Linked DNA regions of Mus musculus: region 2 is linked to region 1. The links are chromatin contacts, called in public Micro-C maps. All regions are on one chromosome and are shown on one strand. The core of a region is the stretch at or near the end of the contact, and the rest is flanking DNA. Distances in the headings are between cores, read along the strand shown.

Region 1 (7,039 bases), core at 1,004-3,503:
AATACCTTGTGATAGGACCTCAGTGAGAAATGGGGGGTGACGGGGGGGGGGGTGTTTTGTTCTTGTTAAGGAAGGAAGTCTTAAGTAGACCTCACCGGCTGTGGACAGGAGAGAGAACGAAACAGTAAGACTGGGCTCTGTCTTTGAAGCCCCAAGGAATGGAAAAACTGGTGCCAGAAGGGCTTAGGAGCAGGAAGAGAGGTGACAGATGCTACATAGAGCAGGGAGGACCCTGAGGGAGTTGTCCAATGTCCATGAGACAGAGTAGGAAGGAGCCCTGTGTTCGTGCCAATGGCCCGCTAAATATGCAACTCATGCGATCACAGTCACTCGGTCCTCTTCTCTAGCTACCCACTCCACAGCAACAGGACAAGACTGGTGTTGTGATCAAACTTGAGAGTCCCCAAGGCAGGTCCAGCCACCCTCCTCAATACATCAACTAAAAGAGCAGAAGGGGTGGGGGTATTCATTGTGGCTACACTGGAAAGAAGGACAAAGAGAGCCAAGGAATCTTCTCAAGTCTGTCTTCTGGGTCCTGAAATAAACTTCAATTTTAGTACCGGGTCAAGAATATGAACATCAAAACAGGCAAGGTCAAGGTGTGGTCCTGCCCATCTCTGATCCATTCTGTCCAGACTTCGGTCTCATCTTATAAGATGGTCTGACAACTTTGTTAGAACTGTGTGAGATCTCTTTCTGGGGGAGACAAGTTTCTCCCCCCCACAAAAGACCTGAGGTTTTTGTTTGTCCCAGTATGAGACACCTGGGGAAACTCCCATTTCTTTAGAGTCGCTCGTTCCAGTCATCTGATAGGATAGTCAGACGAGAGACACAAGTATCATTTTAGAATATCTTCATTTCTGCCAGGCCTAGTACAGTGAGAGAGAGTCCTGTGGTACTGAGTGAAGAGAGTAAGGGAGAAAAAAAAGAAAGAAACGATTGTCCATGTGTGACCCAAACTCAGACCAAGCTTAGCTGTCACGGTTACATTCTGAGGGGTCAAACTCGAGAAAAAGCGGTTATTGTGATAAGGTTTAGGGCATGCATAACCTGTGGCTGCGCCTGTCTTGACCGTGGTCCGTGAGGCCACGCTGTACCTTTAGTTTCGTACACTGTGTTCTTGTTCACAATCCAGAAGAATAAATTGGGTGTTTCTGAGATTTTAATCTCCCTCCTTAGGGTTATTTCTAGGTAAATCCCCAGGTGTCCACTGAGGTGTGAATGCTTTTAGAATCCTCTTACTCGATAGTGACAACTGTATATCTCACTACTGAATCACTTCGATGACTGCCAGTAAACCGGGACATTCTCTGGCCACATCTTCTGATTGTAAGTTACCTACACATATCACTGGGTGGCTCCACCTTCCTCCACCTGCTGGCTGTACAGAGTCCAGTCCAATCACAGGGCTAGTGACTGAGCATGCAGAATACTCCACTAGGGGGCGGTAGAGGCTCGGGGATTCCCTTCTATAACACCCTTCCGCTTCTTTTTTCTAAAGATCCAGACTCCAGTCCACCCAGGGTTTCCCTCACAGTCATTATTCCTCTTTGCATCATTTTTACCTCTGCTCTAGAACAGGCGCTGGAAGAGCCTACCCTCTAAGAAGAGGTTTAGAGAGTAAGTGGCCTAGAGGGTGGCATGGCTGGCTGATGGGACGGGGAATGTGCTCTGTCACCAGTGTTTTCTGCTTCGTCCTCCCCAAGGGCTATCGCTGGCTCTTGTTCGTCCCCTGCTGCGTTTGCTGCCGGAGGTCCCCAGAGGCTCATTTAGAGCCAGAGAGCTAAGTGAGGCATGGGTAAGAACAGAGACTGAGAGATTAAGTAAGAGTCCTGGAAGAAGAGGCTCTTGATCAACCGCCCAATTAATAGGGTCATTCCTTCCAACGCAGCCTCGCTAAGGAGAAACAGCGCCAAAAAAGACCAGTTTCCAGACACCCTCCTTCTTGCCCATGATAGGTCAGAATTGGGCCACACGTGGACTGTGCGCACAAACCTAGTTTCTCTAGGACAACTGGATTTCCGTAAGCACGGAGGATGAAATGCTCGTGTCTCCTTACCAGCCCCAGGATTTCGGATGACACGAGTGTTCAACTCAGGAAAGTCAACCATCCTATCTCACGGCATGGACAGGGACCAGGGCCAACCAAAGCAAGGCCTGGGAGACAAAAGGTGGAGCAGTCTCTCTCTCCTGTCGCCCTCTAGCTCCACTTCCTTCCCCTGAACTTGGCCTTGCCCTCCAGCCTCAGGGACCCAAGTCCCCAAGTCCAGATAAGTAGAGGTCAGAGTGTGTCCCCAGCTGACCAGGGAAACAGGCCTCTCCCCTGAACTTTGGTCTTGCTTAGTACCTGGGCAGCAGCCAAGAGTCAGGCTTTCCCTCTCCCAACTCAGACTTCCTGCTACTGCGGGCTGGGGAAATCCCAGACGCTAAACTGTGCCTCCCCACCCAGAGGCCAGGTCCTGAAGGCAGGGAGGGTTGGCAGGGAAGGGCCCTGGGAGATGTGGGTTCTAGGGATTACAGGAACCAAGGGAAAGGAAACCCAAGATGAAGATAGTTGGCCTCCTTCACTCCTTGTTCTTATGAGGATTTGACCAGTGCCAGCCACCTCAGGGGAGACCACTGAGAGCTGCTGAGGGCCAGTAGAGGGAGAGGGAGACGGCTGGGAAACACAGGGAGAGAATGATGTCTATTGAGGAAAAAAAGATCCAGACTGGCTGAGATGAGGGACCCTCGTTCCCCACACTGGGAGCTGGTCCCTCCTGGAGTAGGGGGAGGGGAGTGTCATTTACATGGAAGCCCCTCACCCACCCACCCCTCCCCCACTCCAGAGTAGCTGGGCTGTGGAATGGCCCTGTGCATGTGACAGGCTATTCTTTATCCTTTTCTGTATAGATTTGGGTCTGGACCTTCACAGCAGCTGTGATAGGCTTTCTCCCATGCTCCTGAGATGCATCAGTGGACTGTAGCCCAGCTAAGACCAGCAGTCTTCTGCTCCATTCCCCACTGCTTGGCAGTTACTGCCCTTCCTGGCCAAAGTGAATCCAGGACAGACACCTGGACCTTGGGTCATAAGTCAGTTCATGGGTAAGAGACTGAGAAACTTCCTTTCACAGTATAGAAGCCTAGCTCCATCTCCCTACACTGAACCCATCTGAAACCTACCTTCATCCTCCCTTCCCTTCCTCCTGGAAAAAGCCAGTCTGGAAGCCTCCATACCACCTGTGGTACCCAGTCCAGGCGGATGGCAAGCCCCTTTGGCCCCCAGAGCCTCACCACTAGTCTCCACACCTTCCAGGGGTCAGCTGGTGTCAGGTGCCAGTTCTGGAGAGATGAGTAAGACACCAGCCTCGCCCTTGGAGGGGGTTACCACAGCACAGCGAAAGTACTTTGCCAGGAGCACAAAGGGCTTCATCGGTGAGAACCGTAGCTCTAATTTGGGGCTAAGCAATGCAGTCTGCCCTGTTTCTGTCTGTCCTCTCTGAAGGGAATGCGGGGCTGGCTCTCTGGCTGCCGGCTGAGTGGTCTCACACAAGTGTCCCCCACTCCCCGTGACCTGTAGGATTCGGGAGGATTAGATTTCAGTGCCAGCACTGTTAGCTCTCATACACCAAGCCCTGCCCTGGGTGCCTCGTATGGAAGGTGCCATTTAATCCTTGCAACCCCAACTTCCTACCAGGAAGATGGCATTATCATCTCTACTTTCAGAAGAAAATGAAGCCTGAGAGGGTAAGTTGTCCAAATTGGTCCAGCTGGAAGGATTGGCAACAGAATTGATGCAAGATTGAGCTTCCTCAGCCAGGCAACTCTGCCGTCAGAATCATTGCAGTAGTAGCTAACTCTAGCTCTGTTTTGCTTTATGTGTGGGGTGTTCTGTCTGCTTCGCGTGTGTCTGTGCACATATGCATGCTTGGTGCCCACAGAGGCTGGAAGAGGGTATTGGATCCCCTGGGACTGAAGTTACAGGTGGCTGTAAGTGACCATATGGGTGCTGGGAATTGAACCTGGGTCCTCTGAAAGGACAGACAATGCTCTCAACTGCTGAGTCATCGTTCTAGCCCCCGTTTTGTTCTTTGAGACGAGGTTTCAGGGTCCCGTGTAGCCCAGATTGGCCTGGAACTCAACACTGTACCTGGCTTGTCTATGCCTGATTTCATTTTGCTTATATCTAAACCTTAAAGCACCCCCTGAAAGGCAGATACGGACATTCTGAGGGAGCACGAGACCCTGACAGGGTAGGCGGTGACCAGGGTCCTGCAGGCCATTCCCTGCCGAGCCAGACCTGAGCTTGAGAACGTCTAACTTCAGAGTCCCCATGTCTGTGATTGGTCACCCACCCATACTCAGTCAGTCACCTTTCGGGCTCACGGTCATCCTTCATGTCTCCCTCTTGGTTTGTTGGCACACCTCCCCTTTCCAATTTCTAGCTGTGATTCCGTGCCCCACCAAAGTACACCAAATAAACCATCTCATGAGCCCCTGCATGTGGACTCGTTCAGTTCACCCCTGCATTCTTCTGACAATATATAGCTAAACAACATGGACCACACCTATTTTGAGACTTGATAATATTTGACAATGTGATATATATATATATATGTGTGTGTATACATATATATATATATATATATATATGCTTTTTTTTCCAATTTTTTTATTTCTTTATCCCTCATCAGAATGTACAATTCCTTAAGGGGCAAGAATCTTGAGATTCCTTTACCTCTTCTGCCTGCGCACCCTGCCCCCCCAGTCAGATAGTAGAGTGCCCTCACCCAGTGCTCTGTAGAAAAAGAGAGAAGAAAATGACACTTCTCTGGGAAAGCCAAGAAGCCACAGTCACCCCACCTGTCCACACCTCCTGTCTGTGCACGCTCTAATTCCAACATAGCCTCAGCCCCATCTGGAGTAAGCCTGGGAGTTGAAGCCCTCAGAGGAGATCAATTCAAGGACAGTTTTACTCCCCCCCTCCACAAAGCCTCCATCCTTCCCTAAATGGGGTTGCGGGTGGTGGATTAACTGGCAGGAAGGAAAGGAGAGAGCATACATGTGGGGCTGCCAATAGCACAGAAGTCCTTGTATCTGACCCATGCCGTTCCTGAAGCAGCCAGGCATCGGGCCCACCCTCCTAAGCTGCTAACCTGCATGTGATGTCTTGAAGGTCTTGGTTTTTGAACGAAGAGCTCGCCTTTTCACTTTGTGTTTCCTCGGTATTTCCTGGCAGGCAAAAGGGAACACGTGAAGAGTGCCTGCCGTGGTTATATGGTACACCTTGGCAAACTGTGCCTGTTGGGAGCGCCAGGACGATTAGTGCTGAGACCACTTTGCACAGGGGAGTTGCAAAGGCAGATGGGGCTGGGGGATGCTGGGAAGGCTGCCTTGTTAGCAGAGGGTAACCCAGAGCTGCAGACTGTTCCAGAGATGCTGAGAAGGAAAGAGTGCTGAGAGTGTTAACTGCACCCCACCCCATCCCTGCCTGCTCAATAAGAGCCTGGGCTCTGTCCCAGGCACCTCTCTTATCCTGTCTTATCTTTTCTTATCTCCGCTCTCTACTTCTGAAACCTCAACTGTTTGCTCTCCCTCCTCCTCTCCCCAGGCCTGTCACCTCCTCTCTGAGGCCTTCCTTGGCCGGTGGCACGTTTCCCTCAGATCCTTTTCTGTGAAGCAGCGGCACACTGCAATTGCTCAGGACCCTGCTTAGTCATGGCTTGCTGACTTTCCCCACCCACTTAGAGGAAGCAGCTGCCCTACCCCTATCGTGACGGCCAGACACCTGACCCCACTGGAAGTCTCCCCACCCCTTTAGAAACCTTTCCTCTGAGCTGTGAGCTATTTGCCAGCCTCTTCTCAGCACCCAGTTTCCACCTTTGCCAAAGATAGTGGAACAGCAGCCTCCCCTTTCCTTGGAGAATGGGATGGAGGGTGACGAGTCAGATCCAAAGGCTGAATTGCTAGAGACTGGGCTTCCGGAGAACTCCAAAACGATCTAACTTCCATGTGCTCTGTCCTCCAGAATATCAGAAAAAGTGATCAGTCTTTCAGAGCCAGTGTCTGAACTGCAAGCTCCACGGCTGATGATATAAGTAGCCCTTGCAAGGAACTGCTCTGTGACTCAGTTTCTCTGACGTGCCCTGACCTCGGTGTTGGATGTGGCTTATGAATGCAGGACACTCATACAGCAGCCCCTCCAAATAAAGTTTTGTCTTTCAATCATATACGTGTGCATGTATGTATGTATGTATGTGTGTGTGTGTGAGTGTGCATGTGTGCATGCATGCATGTGAGTGTGTGTGAGTGTGTGTGTGAGTGTGTGTATATGTGTGTGTATGTGTGTATGTCTGTGTGTGTATGTGTGTATGTCTGTGTGTGTATGTGTGTCTGTGTGAGTGTGTGTATGAGTGTGTGTGTGAGTGTGTGTGAGTGTGTGTGAATGTGTGTGTGTGTGTGTGTGTATATGTGTGTGTATGTGTGTGTGTGTATGAGTGTGTGTGTGTTCAGTACAAGTTCACTCATGTCCACAATGGGTTAGGTTGTTTTGTTTTTTTGTTTTAAATATTTTTAAATTAAGTGTTTGGAAAGAGGTATTGCGGACATGAGTACAAGCGCCCTCGGAGGTCAGAGATGTCAGATCCCCTGGAATTGAAATTACAGACAGTTGTAGTCTGGGTGCTAGGAAGTGAACTCAGCTCCTCTGCAATATCTATATGTGCTCCTAACCACCAAGCCACCTCTCCAGGCCTAAATGTGTTGTTTTACAACTGCATACATGTGCACAATGTATTTTGATCAAACTGAACTCCCATTGTGGTATCTTTCATTTGTCTACTTACCCCTGAAAGGAATCTGAGCTGGTCCTGTGCAATCTGGCACACCTCAGACCCTCCTCAGCCTTCATGGCCAATACTCTCACCTCAGGCCCTGTCCAAGACCAACCATGCTCAGGGGAAGAAGAACGGGGGTCTCTTCTCCTCAGTGTTGCCATGAATTGTTTTCTGTATAATAAGTTGAGTAGTGGTAACTACTCTTACAGGAAATAAATGAGGTC
Region 2 (7,494 bases), core at 3,345-5,844, 170 kb after region 1:
TTCACCAATGGCCTTCCATAGCCTCTCACAGTGCCAAGCCTCAGCTGTTCTTGATGACCCCTTCATGCCTTCAAAACCAGAATCATCTGGGTGACTCTTACTTATTACCAAGTACAGCTGCAGAAGGAGATGCAACCTTGGCTGTCTCTGGAACACAGCTTCTTTGTGCTCTCAGATAACACTTTCCAGAAGATTCCCCTCAGTGATGCTGATCTCTTAATCACCACTAATTTCTTAGCTCCAGCTAACCAGCATCAATTGTCCCAGTAGGCCCTTCTATTCTTGACTCTAAAGCCAGAGCCACATGGCTGAAGCTGCCGAGTCCTGCTACTTGATAGAGCTAGAACATGGCCTCCCTTTTCTGTTACATTATCACCAGCTTTGTTTTCTAACTCCTTCACTGCCTAAGGTTGGCTGTCCTGGAACTTGTTCTGTAGATTGACCTTTAACTCAGAAACCTGCATGACTCTGTCTCCTGTAATTCTAGGATTAAAGGCATGTACTGCCATGCCTGGACTTAAGCTTTTCCTCACCTAGAACCTGCTCTGTTCAAGGCTGACCTTGAACTCAGAGATTTGCTTAGCTTTGCCTTCTGGTATTAAAGGTTTGTTCTGCCAAGCCCGGACCAAAACTCTGCTGGGTGGTATCTTACCCCAAGATCACTACTCCCTTAATTAAATTTAATATCCTTAAACCCAGGAATCAGCTCCTTTTTACTTCCTGGTGCCTCTTTAATACTCAGACCATATATTTTATATTTTTCCTTTTTCAGCATGCTATGCTTCTCATGAGACTTAACCAGAGAAAAACGTCTGTGATAGGTGTTTCTTTTTTCTTGTTCTTGTTATTGTTTTGGTTTTTGGTTTTGTTTTGGTTTGGTTTGGTTTTGGTTTTGGTTTTCAGGTTTATTGAAAATATGGCATAACAGATTAAACAGCTCCACATGGTGTTTTGAAATTCATCTCAACTGTAGGCTGAGTGACCTGAAGGTTAAAGATTTCTGAGACTTTTTCTTTGTCAGCAATTAATCTGAGTCTCTTCACATTAGCCTCAGACACACTCCTCAGACAAAGGCAGAAAGCAGCCACATTCTTCACCAAAATGCCACAAAAACAGTCTCTAGGCCATATATTGAAATTCTTCACTGAAACCTTTTGGGCCAAGTCCAAACAACTCAAATCACTCTCAGTAACAAAGTCTTCCATATTCCTACTATTAAGCCCCATTTAAAGCATTCCACTACTTTCCAAATCCAAAGTCCTAAAAGCCACATTCTTCCAAACAAAAGTATGGTCAGGCCTATCACAGAAAAACCCCCCTCCTGGTACCAACTTCTGTCTTAGGATTTTACTGTTGTGAACAGACACCCTGACCAAGGCAATTTTTATAGAGGACAACATTTAATTGGGGCTGGCTTACAGGCTCAGAGGTTCAATCCCAGTATCATAAAGGCAGGAACATGGCACCATCCAGGCAGGCATGGTGCAGGTGGAGCTGAGAGTTCTACATCCTCATCTGAAGGCTGCTGGCAGAATGCTGACTTCCAGGCAGCTAAAATGAGGGTCTTAAAGCTCACACCCACAATGACACACCTAGTCCAACAAAGTCACACCTACTCTAACAGAGCCACACCTTATAATAGTGCCACTCCCTGAGTCAAGCATATACAAACCGTCACAGGTACCTATTGAGAAAATTATCTATTTCTTTTAGACTTTCCAATTTTGTGGAGTACGTTTTTAAAAGTATGTTCTTATGGTTCTCTGGATTTCTTTTAAGTCTGTTGTTATGTCTCCCTTTTTATTTCTGATTTTGTTCATTTTGAGAGTCTCTGCCTTTTAATAACTAGTTTGGGTTTGTCTCTCTTGTTGTGGGAGACTTCGGTACCCCACTCTCATCAATGGGCAAGTCATCCACACAACTAAACAGAGAAATACAAATGGATCTAACATATCTACAGGATATTTCACCCAAACACAAAAGAAGATATTTTCTTCTCTGCACCTCATGAAACTTTCTCCAAAATTGACCACACATGTGGTCACAAAGCAAGTTTCAACAGATGCAAGAAAATTGAAATTATTCCCTATACCCTATCAGACCACTATGAATTAAAGCTGGATCAACAACAACAGAAAGCTTACAAACTCATGGAAACAGAAAGACTCTCTATTGAATGACTACTGAGTCAAAGCAGAAATAAGATCTGGAGAAGGACAAGAAGAGGTGTGGCCTACTTATATAGCACTGACAGGAGCAGCCCAGCAGGCATCCCTGCTAGGGTTAGATGCTGAGAGACAAAGCAACTAGTTGGAGGAAAGAGGTCAGAAAGTAAAGATCTGGGGGATCCACAGGAGACAGGACCTGGGGGAGGGAAGGCTGCTGCAGGTGTGCTACTGCAGCTGTTCTGCTGCAGAGCTGGGGGTGAGACTGGGAACTGGATTTGGGGGAGCAGAGGGAAAAGAGAGGAGCTACAAACACCCTACCTGGTTGTCTGGTAGGTGGGCACTGCAGGTTTTGAGTGCCAGGAGTGGAAGTTGACCTTCAGAATGTCTCATACCAACCAACCCAGGAATATAGTCTCCATGGGGTGCAGCTCCACGAGTGTAGCTCCATGGCAGATTCATGGCAACACCTGCTGGGGCCATAGCGAAGTCAGCTGAAGGTAACTCTCCCTCCCTTCCCTTAGTCTGAAGGGCTAGAGGCTCCAATTGCAGAAAAGGGCAGAACATGGTTCACAAAGTAGAAGCCACTGTGTGGTGTGGTTTAAATTTTTATAGTAGCCATATGAAAAGTGGTAAGAGAGAGATACAATTAATTTTGATGGTATGCATTTCATTTAGCCCATTACATTCAAAATGCTATCATTTCAATATGTTGGTGGTGGTGCTTCAATCCCAGCATTTGGGAGGCAGAGGCAAGTGGATCTTAGAATTCAAGACCAGTATAATCTACAGAATGAGTTCCAGGATGGCCAGGGCTGCACAGATAAACCTTGTCTTGGGGGGAAAAAGGATTATTGAGACCATTTTTTTTTTTACACTAAATTATTGAAATCTGGTGTGTATTTTATTTTTACAGCATATTTTAGTATGAACCAAGTACAGTTTAGCCAGTACTCTTTAACACATGCTATTATTCAATGCAAGACAAGGCCAGAAAGTGCACCCAACATCAGCTCCCAGCAGCCTGCCCTTGGGACACTCTCATTTGCCTTTCTGGCATGTCTGATTGCTAGTGCTCCCCTTCAGGTATATGTCCTCCACCCTATATAATCTCTGGGCCTCTGGTGTTTTCTCTTCAGTACACTCTAGTCACTGGTAGTCAGGTCTCCCTTTTTAAAGATCTATCTGGTCGTGCTAGATAGTGCTATTCCTATAAGTAAAATCCAGAACCCTCACATGTAAAGATTGTATGTGTGCGACCTGCCCCAGTCCTGATGGCATTCTGCTTCCTAAGGTCGCTGGGTTGCTTTCCAGTTTGCAGGGCCTTTGACATACTGGATCTCACTTAGTTCTCACAGCTGCCATGTGACATAGGAAGACCCGAACAAGTGAAACATTTATCCATATTATTTAGGTAGAAAAATAGACTTGAACTTAATAGGAGGTTTTCTAAGATACTCCTAATAACAGCAGAACAGGCTGAAAACTCATGTCTTTGGAGAATCTCTTTAGTCCTGTTTCTTGCTTAATTCTTTTGCTTTTTTCTCAATATTGCAATGGCATTGACAGCTCGACAAGGTTGCTGTGTCTTTTACTTTTTTCTGTGCCTATACACATTCTTTCCTTCCCTGCATGTCAACAGAGCCGCTGTCAGAATCCTACCCTTTCCGGGGTGCTCTGGGTAAATCCATTTAACACATGCCAATCATTCCTTGGATCTAATTTGTAGCTTCCAGTGCACTTGAACGTGTGTTTGCCTGTTTGGCAGATGCTTCACTGATTAGTGTATAGGACTGAATTCTTTGTTTTTTCAAGACAGGGTTTCTCTGTGTAGCCCTGGCTGTCCTGGAACTCACTTTGTAGACCAGGCTGGCCTCGAACTCAGAAATCCACCTGCCTCTGCCTCCCAAGTGCTGGGATTAAAGGCATGCTATTTAGGTTGGCACCATAGAAAGAAGGTCCAGGGAAATCCAGTGTGGCTTCCCTGGAATATATCTGAAGCTGAGCCCTGAAGAATGAGTGGATCTCAGAGAGTTAGCAACTGGTGGTCAAGGGGAGTGTGGCAAAAGATATGGACTTGTAAAAGACACACACACCATGTTCAAGACTTAGAGCTCAATCAGAAACAGGAATCATTGGACCAGGCTTTGTGGACACACCTTTTATCACAGCACTCGGAAGGCAGAAGCAGGCAGGTCTCTGTGACTTGGAGGCCATCCTGGTGAGTTCCAGGACAGCTAGAGTTACACAGTGAGACCCTATCTCAAGAAAACAAAAAACAGAGAATCCCTGAAAGGTGAAGGGTGTTGAATGTTGTGACTCACTTCTTTAAAGGATAGCTGTGAAGCAAAAGCACTAGTACGTGCAGGAGTTAAAGCTGAAGTGGGTATAGGAGGCCAGATCTTGTCAGGTGAAGTCAGAGGTGCCTCAGGCCATTGTAGAGGCCGTGCTGTCGAGGTGGATTCCTGAGATGCCGGGCAGTCAAGTCGGAGGGGCCCGATTGATTCATTTCGAGATCAAGAAACTTGAATTTCTGGCATGGGCCTGCACAGCACTGCTTGCAGAGGAGAAAGCATGTGCATGGCTGGCCTGGAGCTGAGGACACTGGCTTCAGTTTTTAACATTCTAGCTTCAAGGAGTTGTGGAGGAGGTGATTTTGTCTTTTTCCATAGCCTTTAAGAAAGCTGGTGGTACCACTTCTTGTTATTGCTTGTTGTTATAGTGCTACTTGCTGCTGCTGCTGCTGCAGCTGCTGGGAATCAGATTTGGAGGGGCCAGGTGACTTGCCTGAGAAGTACACAGCCAGGAAAGGACTGAACCTGGACTTGGGATTGTGTTTGAACCACTAACAATGTGTAGGGGGCCAGATGTTATTGGCTGTCTGGGGAGGAATATGTGTATGTGGAGGGGTGTGTGTGTCCACGCACGCATATGTGAAGCTAGGGATAAACTTCTGGTGTCACCATCTATTGTTTTCCACTTTATTTTTGAGATAGGCTCACTGAATGGCTAGACTGACTGGCCAGGGAGCCCCTGGGTTGTCCCAGCCCTGCCTCTGAACACTTGGATTATAGGTACATATTGATACTTGGCTTTTTACATGGGTGTTGAGACATCTCCCTCCAGCCTCTAACGCTCTGTTTTTAAAACCATATCCCATCTGTGTTCCAGTGTTGACAAGCTAAACAACCCTCAGCATACTAGTCTGCCTGCTTCCTCCACACACACGTCTGATAGCCAGTTCCTCCTCTGATACACTCATGAAATTAGAAAGGAGAGACTGGGGCTGGGACTTGATAGCTCTTCAGTGCATATATATATCTTTGATATCCTGGACAACAGTTACACAGGTGTTCTTAAAGTGATTGTGAAAATGTGAGTGAACCTCTTTTTCGTATGATTGGGGGTAGGGGGAGGTCTGGGTCGAGTGAATAAGTCACCCTAGACTGCTCACAGGAAGAAAAGGTGACATTTTAAACATTTTTTTATTTTAAGATTTATTTATTTATTTATTATATGTAAGTACACTGTAGTGGTATTCAGACACTCTAGAAGAGGGCATCAGATCTCATTATAGATGGCTGTGAGCCACCATGTGGTTGTTGGAGTTTGAACTGAGGACCTTTGGAAGAGCAGTCAGTGCTCTTAACCGCTAAGCCATCTCTCCAGCCCTTAAATATTTTTTAATGGTGGAAGGAGATTTTAGGTACAGCTCAATGCTAGAGCTATGGGCTAGTGTACACAAAACACCAAAGAGCAAAGGATGATGAACTATAGTGGATGACTTTAGGGGAGAAATAACAGATGTGGTTACTTGTTAACAGCTTAAAAGAGAGTGAGGGCGGTTTCCTCAGACAAGGACCAGTAGTAGATACATCAGACAGTAGTAGATGCACAGCCACCTCTTACTCAAGCTCTAGGGAGTCTGATGCCCTCTTCTGGCCTCCACAGTCACCTCCACACTTGGCAGAAGCACAGACGGCACACTGACACATAAGTAAAAAAAATTCTAAAAGTAAAAATAATAGTAACAAATATAAACACTTGGGTAAGTGGTTATTTGAGAACAGAATTCTCAAAACACATAGCAGATTTCAAGTAGAATAGATTTTTTTTTTTACCTTTGAGAAATCTCACATCACCACCACAGGGCAAGCTATACAATATCACTTATAATGTTTCAAAATAGCCAGGATGGGTGTAGTGGCATGTTCCTATAATCTCTTGCTGAGGCAAGAGGATACTTAATTTGAGCCTAGCCTGGGTTAAATAGTGAGTTCCAGGACAGTTTGGAATACAGAGTGAGATTCTGTCCCAAACAAACAAAAACATTGAACCTGATTTTCATCATGAGGAGACAGGAGGCATTTACCAATTGTGGGCCATTCATTCAACAAGACGGTCGGCTTGGACTCTTCAGACTATCCTGTGGGGGTGAGGGGAGGGAGATGGCTCAGTCAGTAAAGTACTTGCTGTACAAACGTGAGGACCAGAGTTCAGATCCACAGCACCCATGTGAAACACTGGAACTGATAGAATCTGTAATCCCAGCTCTAGCTCTGTGTCTAGGAACGCAGAGACATTCGAATCCCTGGAGTTCCCTGGCCAAACAGCCTAGCTGAATTATTGAACTCCAGGTTCAGTGAGAAACCCTATCTTTAAATAAGGTGCAGAGTACCTGAGGAAACACCTGATACTGACCTCTGACCTCCACATTTGTACAAACATATCCATACACATAGAACACACAACATGATAAAGCATCATTGTTCTAAGAGATAAAATGGGCAGAGGGCTCAGTAGGTGGAAAGAATCATAATGCAAATATCTGATATTCAGGATATCTGTTATTCAACCCCAGTGAAAAGGTCATTCGACCCACAGGTTGAGAACTGCTGATGAAGAGCATTACTCTCCCTCCTGCTCCTTCAACTTTAGTGCTGCTTGAAATTATTCAAAATCAAACATGGAGCAGGGTAACTTGATAGAGAGGGAAGGGGTAGAAGCAATTGGGCAATATCTTTAAAAACGTATATGGTTAAGTTGGAGGCAGACGTGAGCACAGTATTCCATAGGATCTGCTAGTGGAGAGAGGCAGTCAGGAGTGAACTTGAAATTTTTTTTTAGATTCACCTAATGAAAGGCACTCACACGCCAAATTGTATACGTAGTGAAAAGCTGAGGAGTCTATCATGGGTTCTCGAAGGGCTGAGGAATGATGTGACAGAGGGACAGTAAAATGACATGATCGTAGTTGGTGGCAGTCAGTACTTGGTAGTCAGTTTCTTTCAATAACCCAAGCTTGAGACAGTGTACCTACTAAGGTACC

Evidence for each region. A called contact is a pair of places that touch in the nucleus more often than the background predicts.
Region 2: a contact with region 1 is called in a Micro-C map of trophoblast stem cells, with 2.3 times the contacts expected there. The contact joins two enhancer-like sites. A contact is called at or near these places in 5 of 39 promoter capture datasets (embryonic stem cells, hippocampal neurons, liver and 1 more), 9 of 484 Hi-C or Micro-C datasets (the HL-1 cell line, cerebral cortex, embryonic stem cells and 5 more), 1 of 115 datasets of contacts at active chromatin or transcription factors (bone marrow-derived macrophages) and 1 of 9 other capture datasets (embryonic stem cells).

The regions. Positions count from the first base shown.
Region 1 is chr3:87,506,973-87,514,011 of GRCm38.p6, forward strand. It overlaps Gm40085 (predicted gene, 40085), which reads right to left and starts at 5,671. Exons shown (of 2, transcript NR_168327.1): 1 at 5,136-5,671. Within about 2 kb of position 2,254, at least 84 of the 459 cell types and tissues checked have an H3K27ac peak or open chromatin away from gene starts, as enhancers often do. A contact at or near this core is called in trophoblast stem cells, where this site is marked.
Region 2 is chr3:87,671,682-87,679,175 of GRCm38.p6, forward strand. The region is part of intron 1 of Arhgef11 (Rho guanine nucleotide exchange factor (GEF) 11); the gene reads left to right. Among named protein-coding and RNA genes, the nearest start is that of Gm6570, 4.6 kb to the right of the region's middle. Within about 2 kb of position 4,595, at least 8 of the 459 cell types and tissues checked have an H3K27ac peak or open chromatin away from gene starts, as enhancers often do. A contact at or near this core is called in trophoblast stem cells, where this site is marked.